4 separate regions of the Mus musculus genome follow, and all the other regions are linked to region 3. A link is a contact called in public HiChIP or PLAC-seq and promoter capture Hi-C data. All regions are on one chromosome and are shown on one strand. The core of a region is the stretch at or near the end of the contact, and the rest is flanking DNA. Distances in the headings are between cores, read along the strand shown. Region 1 holds the start of Pkig (protein kinase inhibitor, gamma). Region 2 holds the start of Ttpal (tocopherol (alpha) transfer protein-like). Region 3 holds the start of Sys1 (SYS1 Golgi-localized integral membrane protein homolog (S. cerevisiae)). Region 4 holds the start of Hnf4a (hepatic nuclear factor 4, alpha).

Region 1 (3,112 bases), core at 186-2,685, 800 kb after region 3:
AAGGTCTAAGATAATTGTCAATATCTGTTTTTTTTTTTGTTTTGAATCGCCATAAAGAACTGGCTGCAAAGCAAAAAATAATAGCAAGGAGACCAAAGAGGGTGAGAGGTCTACTTCTGATCAAGGGCGCGCATAGAATCGCGGAAGCGCATGCGCACACGCTCACCCGCTTCTAATTAGACGCCTCTGCAAGCTCACAAACTCAGGAGCAGAGACATGAGAGTCAGGAGTTCAAGGCAAAGCCTCAGCTACACAGCAGCATTAATCAAGACCAGACTGTAGGCCACAAAATCCTGTATTAAAACAAACAAATCCCTTGAGGGTTCACAAAAAATAAAAAGCAAACATCCTAAAACTTTACCCATAACGCCACCTCCGACCCTAAAAAAAGTCTGTCAAGAAGAGCCGAGGCTTATCCTTCAAACATCAAGTAGACACTCTTGCTACCTTTTGGACTCCCTTCCAGCCTGAAATTCTTGGGAGAGTCTCTAGAAGTTTGGCTGTCTCCTCAAGGCACCGTTTTCCTAACACTAGGCACACACACCAGACTAGTCTTCTGGCCAAGACAAAAGGCAAGCTACATACCTCCTTTTGGAAGTAACCTTCTAGTGTAATCCTCTCTCTCTGATCACCTCTGAAGGTCTACAACAGCCTCCACTGCATTCAGCTTCCTGTACGTGTAAAACCATAGCTCAAATTACACCAAAAACCAGTCCATAGGTCAGTTTCCTACGGGCAGGAGTGGAGTTCCCTAAGGACAAGACGTCTCATTCACTTTTTTTTTTTTTTAAACCGCTGGCGATCAGCCCAGGCCCTGGTTCTCAATAAATACTCAATGATGCTCCTCGTAGTAGTAACAAGAAAAGCGCCCATGTAGTGAGGATTTTAAATATAAAAACACGTTTTGATCATCTTATAAGACAGGTATTATTATCCCCATTGTGCAGGTGAGAAAACTGACTCAGAAATAAGTCCGATCTCGCCGACCTCCCACCACCACCACCAACGAAGAGCGACACACGCAGACGTTCTCTTCAGTTCCTAGCTACTCCGCGACCAACCCTCATAAAATAGGAGCTTTTTAAAAATTACTATTTAAAAGGAAAACTTTCGAGTGAGGCTCCAGAGATACATAGGAATAAAAGCGGAAAGCGCACCCACCCGAACTCGGCCGGGGTCAGAGGGCGTCGCAGGCGCCAGCTCGCGGGCCCAAGGGACAAAGGTCCGGCCCTCTGTCCTTGCCTGGCGTCCCCGCGACCCGTTCCTCGCCGGTCGCCCGGCGGACCGCTCCTCTCCGGGTCACGTTCACCCGCTCTACCGCCGCTTACCTGCCGCCTTGTCGCCTCGTAGAGCCCCGGCCGCCGGCGCGAGCGCCTCCCCGGGGCCGCCTGGCGCCCGCAGCCCGCCGCCGAGCCGTTGCCTAGGCGACGCGACTGCCGAACTCCCGCGTCGCTTGCTCTACGGCGGCCGGGAAGGGACGCGACTGGGAGCAATGGGCGGAGGAAGGAAAGCGGTCCTGAGGCTGGGGTCTTAGCTCTCCAGAGAGGTGGCCAGTGAAAGATGAGCATGGAGGCCATCGAGGCTCTAGGTGAGGGCTTGTCCCTCGGATGTTTATGCCACCAGATGTAGCTTTTTTTTTTTTAATTACTTTTTTGATGGTGGTACACATGCTCTATTACTGAGCTACAAGCCCAGCCCTCTGACTGAAAATAAAGACTAGAAAAATTGATGTGGAGTGACAAATTCCTCTGTCATAATCTCTGAAACGAAGGGGTGTGGCAAAAAAGTAAAAGTTTTTTGTTTTTGTTTTTTTTTGGGGGGGGGGGCACGAAAATTTAAACACCAGAATTAATTTCAGCATGGGAAATAATTAATTCATATTCAGCAATTAGGTTTCCTGGGGGAAATCCTGCAAATATAAGGGACCCTAAGTTCAAAGGGTGCTCCTAGCTGGTGTGGAGCTCGTATCCACTTGGGGGAAAAACTATGAATTAGACTAAATCTGAATTCAGATTAAATCAGTTGATTGCTACCACTAACAGAATCACAGCCTTGGATGGCAGCCTTAGAGCCAAATCAAAAGATTGCCTTGCCAAGGAGTGGCTAAAGGAAGGGTTTACAAAGATGGACATCAGCAGTGGGCATCACAGTTATCTCATGCTTGGTGGAACCCACAGCTGGGGGAAGAACTGGCTTTCCTCCTCTCAGTTGTTTCTCATCCCACTGTACAGAGGGAAAGGGTCCGCCTCATCCCAGTCCCAGAGCCATAAGCAGGTTTACAGAAGCCAGAGCAAAGGGGTTGACTACCTCACAGAAGCAATGTCCTGTTTCCTCTTCTTGTCTCACATAGGGAAGGCCTGTAGGCCCCTAGGATTCTCCTGCATTTTAGGTCAGAATGGCTTCTTAAGCTATTTAAGGAGTTCTTGGTACACCTTAAGTTCCTTAGTTATTATAGGAGAGTCACATATAAATTGTCACACAAGCTAGACCACTCAGGGGAAATGGAAAGTGTCATTAATGACTGAGAGAGTGGTTTCTTCCAGGACAGCCAGGGCTACACAGAGAAACCCGGTCTCGAAACAAACAAACAAACAAACAAACATATCACTAACTTGGGGCTATGTGGTTAAGAGGACCTATCACACTCCCAGAAAACCCTGTTTCAATTCCCAGCAACTGCATGATACCTAACAGCTGTCTGTAGCTCCAGTTTCAGGGGATTTTTATGTCCTCTGGCCTCTGTGGGCACCAGGCACATACATGGTGCACAGACATGCATGTAGACGAAACATTCATACACATAAAATAAAATTCCCCTACACATTTGTCGCAGATGTGCAGCTTGGTCATCATGTGGGTCCCCAAACAACTGGAGCATGGGCTGTCTCTGACTCTGCTGCCTGCCATTGGATCTCCTTCCCCTAGCTGGATTGCCTGGTGGGGCTTCCCACACGCGGCGGGAGAGGATATACTTAGCACCTGCTGTGACTTGGTGTTCCAGGGCTGGTTGGTATACAAAGAGGGCTTTCCCTTCTCTGAAGAGAAGGGAAGAGAAGATAATGGGGAGAGGAAGAGGAGGGTGAGACTGGGAAGAGAGGAGGGAGAGGGCTAT
Region 2 (3,227 bases), core at 568-3,067, 860 kb after region 3:
ATACAGCTCATGTTGCGGTTACCCCAGCCATCAAAGTGTTTCGATTGCTACTTCATCATTTTGCTAGTTATGAATCACAATGTCAGCATCTGTATTTTCCAATGCTCTTTGTGAATCGCGACCCACAGGTTGGGAACCACTGGTGTAGAAAGTTCACCAATCCAGGTGAGAGGGGACAGTGTATGTGAACTGACTCCTGACTGTCTGAGCTGCTTGGGTGTGAGCTCTGTGGACTAGCACATCTCCCATTCTTGACATGTGTGTAGGTAATCAGTGTGTGATAGTCAGGTCTTGTGCATTAACCTGAATGTAGCACCTAAAAAGCTATAAGACATATAGGTCCCACATCATAAATATTTTATTTTAATGTACTTTTACAGAGGTGTGCTGAGCAAGGGATGGGACAATCTTGATCTCACGGGATCTGCCCTGGGCTGTTTCCATGGCAACTTGTTTCCAACAGGTAGGTGCCTAGAATCCTAATTCATTGCCTGAGATTGACCGCGGTGCCACAGACTATAGAACTAGCCCCAAAGGCCCTCTCCTTTCTCTCCTCCATTTACCAGGGAGGACAAACTAATAATCCACATTCTTAGACTATCTCACACATCTGACACTCTCTGCATGAAGGCTTCTCTCCATGTTAGCTGCCAAGGCCCAACTGCGATGGGATCTAGTCTGTAAATCCCCGCTCCATCCCCCCCCCCCCCCGCCCCCTTCCTCAGGGTGAGTTCCTCCAGGTTTCTACAGCCCTGGGTTCCTATTCGTCTTTAGAAACTTTTACTTAGTGTCACAGGTGTCTACAAGGAACTCTTCTGGGTCAGTTCCCACCCAGTCATTTATCAAAGAATTACTGATGGCCTCCTGTACCTGTCAGGCACTGTGCTGACAGATGCTAGGGACACAGCAGAAAACAATAACGCCTTGCCTCGTGCGGTTTACATCATGGACTGATGCAAAGAGGTCCTACAGGCTGAGGGTTCTGCTTTGAATCAAGCTCCCCATTGTACATCTGTTTCTTTATTTCTTCCTGGGCATTTGTTGCTGGAGATAAACCCCAGGGCCTTGCACATGCAAGGCACCACTCTCCCACTGAACTACACTGTCGGCTCCACATTTCATCTTCACAATAACTGAGCGTGCTGATTATCGTCAGTTGCCACTTTACAAAGGAGGGAACTGACCTCCTACAATGTGAATCATCACTACAGGCCAGAGAACTTGCCTGTGGAGTCACCACAAGACCCAGTGCCGGCTCGCGACAGCACTCCGTCAACATCAGGGGAAGTACGGCAAGCCCTGTCCAGTGAGGCAGAGCGAAGAAGGGTCAAGCCCCACCCTGGTCTCATCATCTCTATCTTCCACCTGCAGCTTCCTGCTGTATCCCCAAGGGCTCAGCAGTGGCTGTCAGCCTCGACAACGACGTGATGGACAGGAAATAAAGCCTGACACCCTCCCCACCTGGAGCCATCTCTCTCTCCGGGGCATCCCCTCTCGTCCACAACAACAGGAGGCAGGAAGCCATCTCTCTCGGAGCCCCAGAGACCTGCGAGCCGCTGACAGCGTCCCAAGGCCCCTACTTCCGGTCTTCGCCCCCTCCCCAGGTGTCCCCATTTCCTGGGGTCTCCCGCCCCTCTGGCCCACTTCCGGCGATCTCGCCCTCTCCGGTCCCTATCTCTGGCCCCTCGGCGCACACCCGGGCTCGTGGGCACTCACCAGCCCGGCGGCGGGCGGAGCGCGGGTCACGGCGGCAGGAGCCTCGGCTGGCAGCGCGCGCAGAACAGACCCGCACTCCCCGGCCGGCCGGCCCGGCCCTCGCGCCGGAAGTGACGCTCGAGCCGCGTGTAGGCGGCGCCCATCCGGGAATGCGCATGAGTGAACTTTGTAGTGCTGACTTGGGGCTTGACACCACCTGGTGGCCCCGGCTGTGCAGCTGAGTTGGGTTTCGGGTGGGGAAACTGAGGCCTCGGGGAGGGAAGCTGGAACACACTGCCATATGCCTAGTGTTCTACATCATTTTCTCATTAAATTGTCTTTTTATTTATTTATTTTCATTTTATATATATATATATATTTTTTTTTTTCAATCCCCCTGCCTGCTGTGACCTCTAGAGAAGCGGCAAATCAATGCAGAAACCAGCTTCAGACCTAGACCTCAGGCTTATCATTTGCAGAACTACTCTGTCCTCAGCTGATGTCTGGACTGGCTGCCTGTGTCAGTATGCCATCAGCTGAGCCGCTTTGGCCAAGTGCACTAGCCTCTTCGCCTCTATTTCTTCGTGAATAACGATTCTTGCCCTGGACCCCGACTCAGAAACTACTTGTTTCCTGCTCTGGGGCTCACAATGTTGTCTCGAGACAGCAGTAGTTTGAAAAGGAGTTTATTAACTCCACATCTGACCCATTTACTAGCCTCACCACACATACCCATGGTTTGTGCAACTGTAATTTCGAGGCAAATCTCTTTTAGGTAGAATAAGGACAACAGACCATTTCTAGAGAGAAATTTCGTCGGTCTAAGAAAATGTCATATTCAAAGGGATAACCTTAAGTCCCTCATCCTTTCCCTACCTTATGAATAAGTGGAGTCCTAGAGTGGTGGGAAGTGACCTTCAAGGACATAAGGACACAATGGATTTTGCCAGATGTCAAACTAAATATGTGAGAGGGGTTCGAGGTACCCTGGGAATTCTGAGTTATGTTTATCTGTTTTGTTTGTTTTTAATAGAGGGTGCCTTTGTAGACCAGCTGGCCCCCAACTCATGACTCTTGCGCCTTGTCTTCTGAGACAGTGAGTGTGTGCCGCCACCCCAGGTTACAAGTCATGAGACTTGCAGTCCTCCCTTCTCTCCAGTCACCAGCTTCTAGGCTGCCAAATAAAATATAGAACTCTCAGTTAAATTTGAATTTCAGATAAACAAAGGTCTATTTTTAAGACTAGGTTCCTTATGTAACATTTGGGACACATACTTTAGAAATGTTTGTTTCTCAGAAACTCACATTTAAATAGGTGTCCTGTCCCCCGTCCGCGCCCCCCCCCCGCCCAAATCTAAGTGTTAGTTTCCTGTTCCATTTATAACAAATTACTACATAGTGACTTCAAATAACACAAATGTATTTTGTTGCTTTGCTAAAGACACCGGGGAGCTGGGAAGGCTGCTGTCTCTCTGGGTACTGGTTCTCTTTTCCAACTTGCAGAAGCTACTGAGCTACTGGTATTATTTGGT
Region 3 (3,455 bases), core at 800-3,299:
ACAGGTCAGGCTTCTGCTTCACAGAAACACAGTTCACAGTATTTTCTGACATATTGTTTAGGATTGCTTTTACACTGTAGGGGCAGAGTTGAATAACCATGACCAAAAGCCCGTTAGTATCTCATCCTTCCAAAGCCGTCGGCTGAACTCAGGCTGTGGACATCAGGCCACTCTGCAACAAAGCCTGATTCCCATTGGCCCTTACAAGAAGGATGGAGTCACCCACAAGGTGCCACTACTCAGCATCTGCTATGTTTGAGATACTTATTGTTGACAGAGTACTACCAAATACTAAATACCTGTGCCATACTTCAGCTTGCAAAGGCCTTTGACATCCATGATCTCACAAAGCTCCTAGTGTCTCTTTCCACAGAATTAGTTACCCAAAGGCCAATGCAAACAACAGTAGCAAACACAAGGACTCCATCCCAGGTCTCCCGAACCAAGAACTTTGTTCATATCAACTATCACTGTCTCTCCTCTTAGCAACCTCTTAGGCTTCCACTATACCTCACAAAGCATTTTGGTTTTTTTTTTTTTTTTTTTTTTGAGACAGGGTTTCTCTGTGTTACCCTTGCTGTCCTGGAACTCACTTTTGTATAGACAAGGCTGGCCTCAAACTCAGAAATCCACCTGCCTCTACCTCCCGAGTGCTGGGATTAAAGGCGTGTGCCACCACACCCGGCACGAAGCATTTTCTTATTCTTAAACCCCTCTGGGCCTTTTAACATTTTACTATAGGTAACATGACAGGATTATCCTGCTCACTTTGCAGAGGATAAAAGGGATTGGAAAGGCAAAACAACTCTTCAAGTTCTCTCAGCTAGATTGGACCCTAAGCACAGCAGGCTCTTTGAACAGTTCACCACCTCGTACCAACAGTGTGATATTGCAGACGGGAGAGGAAACATTTGCCCAAGTCACAGGGCAGAGAGGAATTTAAAGGGACCTATCTGACACCAAGTCTTAACAGTTTCCACTTCATCATTACGGATGCCCTTTTGTCTATCCCTCTTCTTACTGTGGCTCCTGACAAGCTCAGCTGGGAGAAAGGAAGTCATTTTTCTAGAGGGTTTCAAGAAAGAGACATCATGTTTGCCCGGGACACAAGTCTGTTGACTGTAGTATCTGCCATGTGTGTTCAACCTCTAGCCACAAGCTGCGGAGCTGGCTACGAGGCTAAGCGCATAGGCAGCCAACACAACACTGTAAGGTTCTTTAAAACCCTATGAGATTTTGCTTGTTTGTATCTCGAACGCGCAGTTCCTGAGCGTGAACTTTGTAGATCACTACTTTGCTTCCTAGACTCTATCTCCTTCCCTGTTCTCGTCGTTCCGTTTTACAGATGGGCACCGGGGTCGCGCGGGGAGCGCACACTGAAATCCCTTCTTAAAAAAAAAAAGTGTCCACAAAATGAGAACTTGGCCCAGCCGGATTTAGAGCTCGGCGGTGCCCCACCACAAAACCCCACTCCTTTCCGCTAAGCTTACCTCCGCGTCGAACATCTGGTCCAGGGACGGGCTGCTGCGCACCAGCGCGTCCACCAGCGCCAGCCACAGGCCCAGAGAGCCATAGTAGACGGTCTGCATGAGTACGATCTGCGACAGGATTAGCAACGGGTCCCACACGTAGCTGCGGAACTGGCCCGCCATGCCGGCCCGCGGGGCTCGGCAGCCGCCCGCGCCTGTCAGTGCCACCACGCCATCGTCCCGCGGCCGCCGGGATACCTGCGGGAAGACACAGGGAGCTGCAGCCGGCGGGCCGGCCGTCGCCTTGGTAACGGCGCGGGAGGGAGGGAGGAGGGCCTGGGACCCGGGAGCAAGCCCATTCCCGGGTGGGAGAGGCGGGGCGGGCGGACCCACCCGTTCCGACCGCCGGGCTCCTCCCGGGTTCACTCACCCGCGACCGGCTCGAGGGTCGAAGCGTCGGAGCGCGACCGGACCTCGGCACTGGCCTCCTGACACAGCGCTGACAGACAGGACCATGGAGCGGAGGACCCGCCGGCCTAGAGAGGCCGAATAGCTGCGGCCCACGGCTTCCTGGGAAGGGAGAGCTTCCGGGGACGGCAACCGAGGGGCATTGCGCAGACGCAGTGGATGAACCCTACACGCCATCCAAAGGGGCCCTTGCGAGCAGCCCGGAAATAAACTCTGCACATGCGTAAGATGAAGGATGAAGGCAAACGGAAATGAGGCACAAAACCGTGGGTCTTGCGCGCCCTCTAGAGGGAGATTTTTAAAATCCAGCAGGTCCATTCCTAGGAGGGAAAGGGGTGGAAGGTCTAGACTTTAAAAATAAAATAAATAAAATAAATAAAAAATAAAAAATAAAATAAAATAGCATTCACTGAGGAATGGTGAGATGGTTAGAGGGCTAGATGCTTGCTGCCAAGACTGACGACCATTTTATATCTTGAACTCACATGTTGGAAGAAAAGAACTGACTGCCTCCTGTAAGCTATCATCTGACTATCACACTCATAGAAATACAATGATAACAATATAAAAAAATTTTTTTTTGTTTTTTTTCGAGACAGGGTTTCTCTGTGTAGATCTGGCTGTCCTGGAACTCACTCTGTAGACCAGGCTGGCCTCGAACTCAGAAATCCGCCTGCCTCTGCCTCCCAAGTTCTGGGATTAAAGGCATGCGCCACCACACCCGGCAACAATTTAAATTTAACAAAAGGGAACTTTTCTTTTTTTTTTTTTTTAAAGACAGAGTCTCGTGGGACCCCGACTTAGAGCGTTTCTCCCTGGAAGGTAAAGCCCCTGGACGTTCCCCAAGCTTGTTTCCCCCGATCTCTAAAATACAGCCAGAAAGAAGCTCTTTGTTCTCTATAGCCAGCAAAAAGCCTTTTTGTTTCTATACTTTACAACCAGAGATGCCTGCCTTCCTGTGCCGAGGACATGGAGATAAAAATTCAGAAAGAACTCACTCCCCACTCCTGCCTTGTAAATTTCACCAAGGACACCCGGAAGAGAAGAACTCTCCTCCCAACTCCTCCCAATTCCCCAGCTAGCTGTTAAAAGCCCCCTACTGTCACCGCTCAGGGTCAACTCCCAGCCCCTGCACAGCAGAGGGACTTCATCCTCAGCTACCTAATAATAAAACCTCTTGCAGTTTGCATCAGGTGTGGTTTTCTCTCGGGTCACTGGGGTGCTGGCCAACTCATCCTGGGACTTGAGCAGAGGCCCAGCTTCAGGGGTCTTACAGTCTCACTATGTAGCCCTGGATGGTCTGAAACTTGCTATATTCCAGACCCACATGGAATTCCCAAGGACTCCCAAGGAAATAATACATTTTAAAAAATGACTATTTTCATTTTAGATTCTCAGTGTTTTCTTTCTTTAGTACAGAGTTTTCAGGCTCTTTTTTTTTTTTCTTTTGGCCTCTGCTCCCATTATACACATGTTTAAACTAAAGGTCAGAGAAGAGGGGCAACATACTGTCTTTTG
Region 4 (3,160 bases), core at 109-2,608, 910 kb after region 3:
AACAAACAAACAAACAAACAAAACCAGGCTGGGTCTAGTGGGTGCATGCCTTTAAACTTGGCATTTGGGAAGCAGAGGCAGGTGGCACTCTTGTGAGTTTGAGAATAGCCTGGTCTATGTAGTGAGTTTCAGGACAGCTAGAGCTACGTAGAGACCCTCTCTCAAAAAAATAAAACAACCAACCAAACAAAAAGAGTCCTACCAAATTGACACTACACAATCTTGTATACCAGAGAGTGGTGCCCAGTATCACAGGGGCTATATGCACATATCAAAAGCAAAATGCCATGCAGGGCCACCAGGCAGAAAGCACAGGGTATGGCCACATTTACAAGTATGTTAGATCTGTCATCCACATTTACAGACACTATACATACAAATATGTATTCAAACCAAACCAACCAAACAAACAAAACCAAAACCAAACCAAAAACCAAAAACCAAAAGATCCTGGAGACAGAACTACAGACCATTCGACGCATACAGATGAAGCTGGGACACAAACTCAAAAAGGGGAAAAGGCACGCAGCTGTATTGCATTTGCCGTGCCTCTCATACTCTTACAAGGACACCTAGGACCGTACGTGTAAACGCACACCGCTATGTTGGCCTTTTAGACAGGAAGCCCAGAAATTCTACTTTTCTCCTGAACTCCAGTTTCCCAAAGTCTGAAACGCAGCCGTGCCTCCTGTCACAATCACTAGAGACAAGACAGACCTTTTGTAGCTTGCACGTAAAAGGGCCCAGGGGCCCGAAGATAGGGCCATGTTGGACAGGATTGATTTCTGCAGCCACCCGGAGGAAGCTCACTATCACGGCCCCATTTCCTTAACATGGTAATCGGGACAGCCTAAGACCCCCGGGGGCCTAAGTAGGGAGGGTCTGGGGAATTTTTCTGTTGGAAATCCACCTCGGCAGGCCTCGGTCACCCAGAATGCCTCTGGCCACAGTACGACGAAGGCCCATTTGCTTCGCCTGGCAACACCTGTACGAGCCTATAGGACCAACCTACAATTTTCTGCATTTTCCCTCCCATCCCAAAGTCTAGTGCCAAAGACCCGCTCCATACCTCAGTCCAACTGCCCCCACCTACCATTGCCCATGGTCAACACCTGCACATTTTCAAACTCCAGGGTGGTGTAGGCTGGGTCCAGGGCAGCGCTGTAGTCGGCCATATCCATGCCGGCAAGGGTTTTAGAGAGTCGCATTCTCCCCTACCCACGCCTTAGCCCCCTGTCCTGCCCGGCCCAGGATGCCACCCAAGCCCCTGGGCTGAGCCCCAGCCCCCCCCGTCCCCGCCCTCCTCCTGCCTCCTCCCAGGTCCCTTCTCTGCCTTCCTCTCTTTCAAACTGTCCTCTGGGAGACTCAGCCTGGCGTCCTGGCCTAGCCTCTGCAGAGGGTGGAGGCTCTGTGGGGAGGGGTAGGAGTTAATGGTTAATCACCCCCGTTGCTGGGTAGGCTGGGTGGAGCCACGAGGATTTGGCTGTTTGTTGGTTTCTGACTGACACCTGGGGTGCTAATTACAACTGTTGCCCCCCCCCCCACCTCCCGCTCATTAATAGTCACTTACCAATCTTCCAAGGCAGGCACCCAACAGGACTGGCATTGGTTGGACCCCTTGCCTCAGCAGCCCCCAAGTCTCACCAAGGTGGACAACCCAGCTGACATGTTTAGACACTGGCAAGCCTACCACTATGAAGCCCTAAGCCAATCACGTCCCAGATCATTGACTTCTATCCTCAATTTGAGATAAAGCTGTCCTGGGTCGCTTGAACTGGAAACCTAACACCCAAGCCCACACTTGGGTCTTTCGGATCTTGCTGAAGAGGATTCTTCTGGTTCCCTTCTGGTTTGTCACATGCTTTGGGAACCGCTGGGACTCACCCAGCGGTTGGATATCTCTTGGTTGCTCCAGCTGAACCATAGATGGTTTCCTGAAAACACTGAATGCTTGCACAGTGCATACCCCTCCCAGGACAGGCACAGACAAGAGCTGCAGCCCATAGACCTGGGCTTCCGCTCAGGCACCTGCCCCATGAGAACTGTGACACTAAGTAAATGATTCTCCTCCCAAGCCTCAGTTTCCATCTCCTAGACTGCATGGGGCAATCTGAAAGGGTAGTTTGGGTAATACATAAGATCTAAAAATAACTGTCAAGGTGCGTTGGCTAACGCCTCACCCCCAAACCATCATTTTGTCTTGCTATGGAGCCCAAGTTGAGCTCAAATTCTTGACACTCCTGCCTCAGCCTTCCAAGAGCTGGAACTAACAGGAATGTGCCACCATGCCCAACTAATTCCTCTTCTCATTTTAGGGTCCCTCTTCCCTTTTGCCCAAACTAACTTCCTTCCTTCCTTCCTTCCTTCCTTCTTTCCTTCCTTCCTTCCTTCCTTCCTCCCTCCCTCCCTCCCTCCCCCCTCTTTCTTTCTTTCTTTCTTTCTTTCTTTCTTTCTTTCTTTCTTTCTTTCTTTCTTTCTTTTTCTTTTCTTTCTTTTTTTTTTTTTTTTTTTGGTTTTTCGAGACAGGGTTTCTCTGTATAGCCCTGGCTGTCCTGGAACTCACTTTGTAGACCAGGCTGGCCTCGAACTCAGAAATCCGCCTGCCTCTGCCTCCCCGAGTGCTGGGATTAAAGCCATGCGCCACCACGCCCGGCTTTCCGTTTCTTTCTATCCACCTTTTCCCCCTTTTCTCTGCATGGCTCAACATTCATTCCATTCTTTTAAAGGGTTTTTTTAAAAAATACAATATTTGTATGAGTGTTTTGCCTGCATGTATGTCTGTGCACCACATGCATACCTGGTGCCTATGGAGGCCAGAAGAGGGTGTTGGATCCCCTGGAATTGGAGTTACAGACAGTTGTGAGCTGCCATGTGGGTGCTGGGAATTAAACTCTGGTCCTCTGAAAAAGCAGCCAGTGCTCTTAACCACTGAGCCATCTCTCAATCCTACCCCTACCTTTTTTTAGCCTTTAAAACCCTTTTTCTTTAAATGTTCATTTCACTGTCTACATCCTTTATAAGGCTTGACTCTGGGCCTGGGGCACCTGTCCCTTTGTGTAGTCCCCCTCTGTGTTCTCTGCTGACACTTTTGAGACTCCCACTAGCTGGAGAAAGGAAGTCACAGAAGGCCGACTGTGAGGGCAGGACCTTAGGAAGCTTC

The links. Promoter capture Hi-C pulls out the DNA fragments that hold promoters and counts their contacts. HiChIP or PLAC-seq counts read pairs in DNA pulled down with a chosen protein or histone mark.
Region 1: a contact with region 3 is called in a promoter capture Hi-C map of pre-B cells, with 3 times the contacts expected there. The contact joins the promoter of Pkig here to the promoter of Sys1 in region 3. A contact is called at or near these places in 2 of 39 promoter capture datasets (the C10 cell line and pre-B cells).
Region 2: a promoter capture Hi-C map of pre-B cells shows a contact between it and region 3, with 7 times the contacts expected there. The contact joins the promoter of Ttpal here to the promoter of Sys1 in region 3. A contact is called at or near these places in 2 of 39 promoter capture datasets (liver and pre-B cells) and 1 of 115 datasets of contacts at active chromatin or transcription factors (microglia).
Region 4: a contact with region 3 is called in an HNF4G HiChIP or PLAC-seq map of pancreatic cancer cells. The contact joins the promoter of Hnf4a here to the promoter of Sys1 in region 3. A contact is called at or near these places in 3 of 39 promoter capture datasets (liver and pre-B cells) and 1 of 115 datasets of contacts at active chromatin or transcription factors (pancreatic cancer cells).

What each region holds. Positions count from the first base shown.
Region 1 is chr2:163,656,709-163,659,820 of GRCm38.p6, reverse strand. Pkig (protein kinase inhibitor, gamma) reads right to left here and starts at 1,435. Exons shown (of 4, transcript NM_001039391.2): 1 at 1,329-1,435.
Region 2 is chr2:163,600,904-163,604,130 of GRCm38.p6, reverse strand. Ttpal (tocopherol (alpha) transfer protein-like) reads right to left here and starts at 1,817. Exons shown (of 5, transcript NM_181734.3): 1 at 1,717-1,817.
Region 3 is chr2:164,459,565-164,463,019 of GRCm38.p6, reverse strand. Sys1 (SYS1 Golgi-localized integral membrane protein homolog (S. cerevisiae)) reads right to left here and starts at 2,049. Exons shown (of 4, transcript NM_025575.3): 1 at 1,900-2,049; 2 at 1,491-1,727. The coding sequence starts at 1,652.
Region 4 is chr2:163,545,353-163,548,512 of GRCm38.p6, reverse strand. It overlaps Hnf4a (hepatic nuclear factor 4, alpha), which reads right to left and starts at 1,358. Exons shown (of 10, transcript NM_008261.3): 1 at 1,094-1,358. The coding sequence starts at 1,208.